Linked DNA regions of Mus musculus: region 1 is linked to region 2. Evidence: chromatin contacts called from public promoter capture Hi-C data. All regions are on one chromosome and are shown on one strand. Each heading gives the region's core, a stretch centred on a gene start, on an enhancer-like site or on the middle of the called end of the contact. The rest is flanking DNA. Distances are from core to core; before and after follow the strand shown. Region 1 holds the start of 4930557K07Rik (RIKEN cDNA 4930557K07 gene). Region 2 holds the start of P3h3 (prolyl 3-hydroxylase 3).

Region 1 (2,899 bases), core at 3-2,502, 190 kb after region 2:
GTATGTGCTCTCCTCCCGCCTCTCCCAGAGGGAAGTAATCTCACTCACTGTCCTTTTGCCTCCTTGGTGAGGTTGGTGCTGTATTTCAGAGGGAGGGTCCTCTTCATTCCCCTTGCTTTGACTTAAGGACTGGGGCAGTGGAGTGGGGCACTTTCCCAGTCCCCTCACTCCTCCTTCCCCCATTGGGAGCTAGGCAGGACAGACTGCCTTCTCTGCACTCTTCCTGTTCTCCATGGGGAGGGGTCTTCTAGGTCATTTGGGCAGTGGCCTAGTTAAGTGGTTACTCCAACCTCTATGGCCCGGGGATTTATGCTGACTCTGAATGGGAGAGGGGCAAGGTAGACCGCAGGTTACTCACATGTAAAAGGAGTTGGGGTAGGTAAATAAAAGCTATCCATGCTAGCCTGCTGTGTTTATTGTAGAGACTGTTTAAGTATATGTGGTAAGCATTCTTTTCGCATCCTCTGGATTGGATGAGAGGCAGGAAGATGGCTTGCCAGAAATAGGACAAGACATAAAACCCAAAATGGTCCTGTCCTGTGGTGTCCACAGCTTCTCCACCTGGAGGAGTGCCTTGCATCGGGGGACTCAGAATTTTGTAATTACGAATCTCCTCTCCGTGAAACACCTTTAACCCAATTCCAATAAATCATGTATTTGCTTTATATGTGTGTGCGGTGATAGTATTAGCTTGATTTCTTCTAAATACAAAATAGATACAAACAGGTATTTTCTCCCCATCTCCCTATGAGTTGTGTTGGTCCCCTCCCTCTTGAAACGGTATCCCTTGGACCACTGAACCATCCTTTCATGTGTGCTCGCCTTGGTCAGCCCTGCTTCATTTTAACTTTGGGCCTGTTTCCTACGGAAGAGGTGTCCTCCCTAGTTCCTACCCCTCCCTGCCTTCCTTTCAGACATCCAGCTCTGCTGCCCACAGTGCTGCCTATACTCAACAGCCAGGTCTCCACAAAACCGCGGATGTTGCTTCGCAAAACCCACCATCTTTATCTGAAGAAGGGGTCATAGTACACACCTCCTGGGTCTAGGGGTTAAGTGGCAGGAAGTAGCGCGCAGACCCGGGGTTACAGCTAGGAGAAATTAGGAGCAGGATTTTAGGTTCACTTCCCGGCAACACAAAAATAAATTCGAAAAAAGTGGTACCGAGCAATAGAGGTCCTACGCTGTTGAAGACCGACTGGAAGGGCTGCTGTAGCCTGTGGCTCCTGACATGGCCCCCTTGTCCTTGGTCTGCTACTGGTGCAGCTCAGAGGAGTTCACCTCGTGGCCTGGCCCCGCCCTCACCTTCTGTGACGTAGCAGCCGCGCCTCCTGCCTTCTTCGCGCTAGCAGCGAGGCTCGGCCCGTTGGAGGTCGCTTTGTTGTGAAAACGCGGGTGGATCTTCCCAGGCCATGATGAATCTAGCTGCTGGCTTCCTTCTGATGCTTCTGGAAGGTGAGAGGCTACGCTTGGCCCATTTGGAAGCTGCTGTGGTCTGAAAGCGCAGGTGGATCTTCCCTGGGGCTCCCTTATGCTCCTGAAGGGCCCTGAGCCCCCTCCCTTTTTTTTAATGGGTTTTGAGACAGCTGTCTCCAGGTGGTTGAGTTGTACCTGATCCGAGCTTGGTTGGTTTTTTTATCTATTGTCCCTTGAAGCCTTCCACTGTAGTCATCAGGCATCACCCAAGACACACACACACACACACACACACACACACTCCAGTTCTTAGTTCATTGTCGGGGAGTGGGAGGGTCTACTTCTAGCCTGGGTCTGGCCACTGGACCCCAAGTGCATTGTGGGTTAAGGTCCATTCTTGTCTGTCCCCCTACCCTGCAGTGCTGCTCCTGCCTGGAACACCTCTTTCCGCTGAGGAATCTCCAGCCTCCACTCCAGGCAGCCCTCTCTCGTCCACTGAGTATGAACGCTTCTTCGCCCTGCTGACCCCAACCTGGAAGGCAGAGACCACCTGCCGCCTCCGTGCCACCCACGGCTGCCGGAACCCCACTCTCGTTCAGTTGGATCAATATGAAAACCACGGATTGGTACCAGATGGTGAGGACCAGGCCGGTGGGAAAACCTAGGCATCCCGGGGTCACCTAGGCTTGGGGCAAAAGCTTCGTGCTCATATGAGAGTCGGGAGAAGGAGATAGCTGGCAGCTCACCCCAGAACCTGTTCTCATTCATGGAGACCTTGACTCAGCCCTGGCCTTCCTGTAACCAGCCTCTCCATGGGTGCTCTCCTTCCTCAGGTGCTGTCTGCTCCGATCTCCCTTATGCTTCCTGGTTTGAGTCCTTCTGCCAGTTTGCTCAGTATCGTTGCTCCAACCATGTCTACTATGCCAAGGTGAGAAAGGTTGCATCTGGTGATCCGGGGCCAGGGGAGCGCGGTGGGGCTGGGAAGTTGAGGAAGGACTCTGGGAAGGTCTTCACTGTAGCGCAGGCTCTGTCAGTTTGCCACGGTAGGTATAGTCTCACCACGGATGTTCAGGCTGCCTGAACCACCCTCATTACTGTGAGTGACGGAGAGAAGAGATACAGGAAAAGGCAGAGTCATTATGCCCTTCCCTTGCTTCCAAAAGGTCCTCGCTGGGGTAGGAGTGGCTGCTTATGGGGAAAGGCGTTCCAATTCCCTTCTTTCCTTGCAGAGGGTCCGGTGCTCCCAGCCCGTCTCCATCCTATCCCCCAACACTCTCAAGGAGGTGGAGTCTTCAGCAGAAGTTCCTCCCACTTCCATGACCACCCCCATTGTGTCCCATGCCACAGGTGAGACCTCCCAGAGTGGGGACCGCAGTTCCCAGCCCTAGCTTGGCAGCTTGCAAGTCTGTAACTCCAGTCCTGGGAGATCCAACGCCCCCTTCTGGCCTCCACAAGCACTGCATGAATCCAGGCAAAACACCTATAC
Region 2 (2,993 bases), core at 470-2,969:
CCTTCTGTACTTAGCCATGTCTTCCCGCATCTGCAGGTGTGTTGGGTTTGCCACAAAGAAGGTGTGTGCTGCAGAAGCTGCCAGGTCCAGCTTCTTCAACTAAGGATCCAAAGAGATGAGATATGAGAGTCCAGAGGGGTGTGCGTGTGCATGTGCGTGCATGGGGTGGTGGTGGTGGTGTGTGTGTGTGTGTGTATGGTGGGTGGGGGTGGGATTTTGGACCTCTGTCCTTCACCAGCCTCCCCCAGAGCCTTATGGCAGCCTAGCCAATCAAAACTGGAAACCACCAGATCCCTCGGGAGCCAGAATGTTGGGCTCCCCAGGACTCTGGTACAGAAAGGAGATATGGAAGCGTCAGAGTGGGTGGGCCTCGGGCTGAAGGCCCCAGGATCTCTGTTTTGGAGACAACGAAATGAGAGGCTCAAGTAGATGGGGGAGGGGCGGGGGAGCGGGGAGACCTTGAATGACGAGAATCTGCAGGCCTCTAGGACCCTGGGCTGAGGTGTGTGAAACTAGAGCCCCTCCCGCCTCCAGCCACGTAGGCATCAGCTACCATTCTGGAAACTGCACACTGTCTACTGCCACAGACCCAGATTCCAGCCTCAGCCGTACTTCCTTCTGCAAACTAGCCCCGCTCCTTCAACCTTTCCGAAGCTCGATTCTTCCCCAAGAGAAAGCTCCTACTCAAACGCCCACTCCTGAACGAACACATGCACTCTCTCTGCCTGTCTCTCTCTCTCTGTCTCTGTCTGTCTGTCTGTCTCTCTCTCTGTCTCTCTCTGTCTGTCTCTGTCTGTCTGTCTGTCTGTCTCTCTCTCTCTCTGTGTGTGTGTGTGTGTGTGTGTGTGTGTGTATGGTTTGGGGCACCTCTCCATCTGCTCTTCGTATCTGAAAGGTTGCATTCATTAGCCTAGACCCGCTAAAATAAAACTGCGGAGCCCTCCCAACATATTCGGTCTACTCCCACTCCTCTTCATTCCAATTTGACACGTTCTCCACGCTCTCTCTTGACCCTCCCTCTGCGGCCATCGCAAGTCCTGGCCACGTTTCAATGGTACCCACACAAGAGTAGAACTCCGTTATCCGCCCTCCAAGGCTCCACCCCCGAGTCCGGGCGGCGAGCATCCCGCCCTCTCCTGGTCAGCTCCCAGTAAGACAGTCAGTAGGCTTGGGGTAGCACCCTGGCCGGCCCCCGCACCTGGTAGTAGGCCCTCTGCAGGTAGTTGTAAGGCTCCCGCCGGCGGAAGGCATCCCGCAGCGCGCTCCCCACGCGGAGCCGCGCCGCGCCCCCCGGGCCCAGCCTCCGCACCGCGCACTGGGTCAGGCACTCGGCGCGGCGGAGCGTGGCGCGCAGGAGCAGCGGTTCCCAGACCCCGGGCCCGGAGACAGGATGTGGGGCTCCGAGGAGCTGGGAGGGGAGCGCGGCGCCCGGCTCGGCCGCGCAGCTCGCCCCGCACTCCTGGCGCGCGCGGCCCAGCGCCGCCCGGCTCCGCAGCGCCTCTCGCAGCAGCGCCACTGCGGGCGCCCAAGCCCCGGCCGAGTAGGCTCGCAGCCCGTCCGCGTAGAGCAAGTCGGGGGCCTGGGGAGGCGACCCCGGTGACAACTGAGCCAGGCCCGGGGGCTCGGGAGGCTCGGGGGACCCCGGGGGAGGCAGCAGCAGCAAAAGCAACAACCGCAGGAGCCGGAGCATGGTGCCAGAGTCGCGGGCCCACCGCCGAAGGGAAATGCGGAGACGGGAGGGAGGGAGGGAGAGGAAGGAGGGGGGGTAGGGGGAGGAGAAGGAAGGAGAGATGGAGAAGAGGAGGGAGAGGAAGAGAGAGGGAATGAGTGATGCCAAAGAAACCTGCTGGATTTAGGCCTGCCCCTGGGAAAACCGAAGTGAGACGGAGTGAGAAATCCGAGGGACACATGGGTCTAGTGTGGGTAAGAAAGGGAAATGGAGAAAGAAGGGTGAAATAGGGCTCCTGGCCTGTGACGTGGGGGTAACTTCGTTTCCGTCCATCCTTGAGTCCTGGAAAAGGATTGTGGACGCCCCTCACACGTTCATCTACCCACGCTCCTGCCAACCCACCATGTGAAGATGGATTTTCGAAACGCTGCCTGGAAGAGGGTGACTCCGTGTTTGGGACACCAATTCTGGCACCAAAACTTTTCTACTCAGAAACTGAGCGCCCAGACGCATTTAGGGGAGATGGGAATTGAGTACTTTTTACTAATTTAAGCAAAGATCCTTCCCATTCAAACTAACACACTCTAGTGTCCCTTGCTCCACCCCAGGATCTTACGCTCCTACGCCCATTTCTCCTATGTCTGTCTGCGTCGTATTGGGCCGTCTCTTTCTATACCTCTTCCCCCTGCCCTTTATCCGGTTTGTCCTCTAGCCACTTTCCCTCGCCCAAGCCACTGACCATTTGCCCCCCCTCCCCGCAAACGCTGAACATCAAGGTTTCCACGGCAACTCAGCCTTTTAATACATTTTGCTAGGGGTGAAGACGGGTGCGTTGGGTATCTGGTCACTTGGATGGGAGAGAGCTGGGGCTCTAGAGCCCGGATGTAGGCCCCCCCCCCCCCATCTCCCTGGAGGCAGCTGCCATAGACTCAGGGCCAGGATGAGGCATACTCACTCGCTCGTGCCTCCCCCCCCCCTCCAGTGAAGCAGGCCTATGCGGCCTCACAGGGTCAACTGGGGGAAGATGGGGTTACCTGGCCCCCAGGGTCTTCCCCAAGCCCTTGAACTCCCTTCGCTCCCGGTCAGGGAACAGCGTCTTCCTGCACTTAACCCCAAAGGAAGTCCAACGGCTCGGCTATCCGGAGACCCAAGGGAGAGCCGTCGAGGTGAAAAACCCAGTGGTCTAGGCCTACGAGGAGAGGGTCCTGGTGACGCAGTTGGAGAAGGCAGAGGTGTCTCATCGATGAAGGTGGTGATCTCCTCCCGGAAAAAACCGGGACCTCGTGGGGGTCCCCCACCCGACCCCAGAACCCCACTTTCTAGA

The links. Capture Hi-C pulls out chosen DNA fragments and counts their contacts.
Region 1: a promoter capture Hi-C map of liver shows a contact between it and region 2. The contact joins the promoter of 4930557K07Rik here to the promoter of P3h3 in region 2. A contact is called at or near these places in 26 of 39 promoter capture datasets (the 3T3-L1 cell line, 3T3-L1-derived adipocytes, the C10 cell line and 16 more), 6 of 15 datasets of contacts at CTCF or cohesin (the NIH/3T3 cell line, embryonic stem cells, large pre-B cells and 2 more), 48 of 484 Hi-C or Micro-C datasets (the AtT-20 cell line, B cells, CD4 T cells and 25 more), 23 of 115 datasets of contacts at active chromatin or transcription factors (DN3 thymocytes, the HPC-7 cell line, bone marrow-derived macrophages and 14 more) and 4 of 9 other capture datasets (adipose tissue, liver, macrophages and 1 more).

What each region holds. Positions count from the first base shown.
Region 1 is chr6:125,048,601-125,051,499 of GRCm38.p6, forward strand. It overlaps 4930557K07Rik (RIKEN cDNA 4930557K07 gene), which reads right to left and starts at 1,253. Exons shown (of 4, transcript NR_130997.1): 1 at 1,162-1,253. Ing4 (inhibitor of growth family, member 4) reads left to right here. Exons shown (of 8, transcript NM_133345.2): 8 at 1-664. It overlaps Acrbp (proacrosin binding protein), which reads left to right and starts at 1,327. Exons shown (of 10, transcript NM_016845.2): 1 at 1,327-1,452; 2 at 1,834-2,049; 3 at 2,247-2,341; 4 at 2,643-2,760. The coding sequence starts at 1,410.
Region 2 is chr6:124,855,998-124,858,990 of GRCm38.p6, forward strand. P3h3 (prolyl 3-hydroxylase 3) reads right to left here and starts at 1,720. Exons shown (of 15, transcript NM_013534.5): 1 at 1,199-1,720; 2 at 1-99. The coding sequence starts at 1,690. It overlaps Gpr162 (G protein-coupled receptor 162), which reads right to left. Exons shown (of 5, transcript NM_013533.4): 5 at 2,447-2,993. The coding sequence ends at 2,672. Gm32404 (a long non-coding RNA gene) reads left to right here and starts at 1,810. Exons shown (of 3, transcript XR_378023.2): 1 at 1,810-1,923; 2 at 2,010-2,993.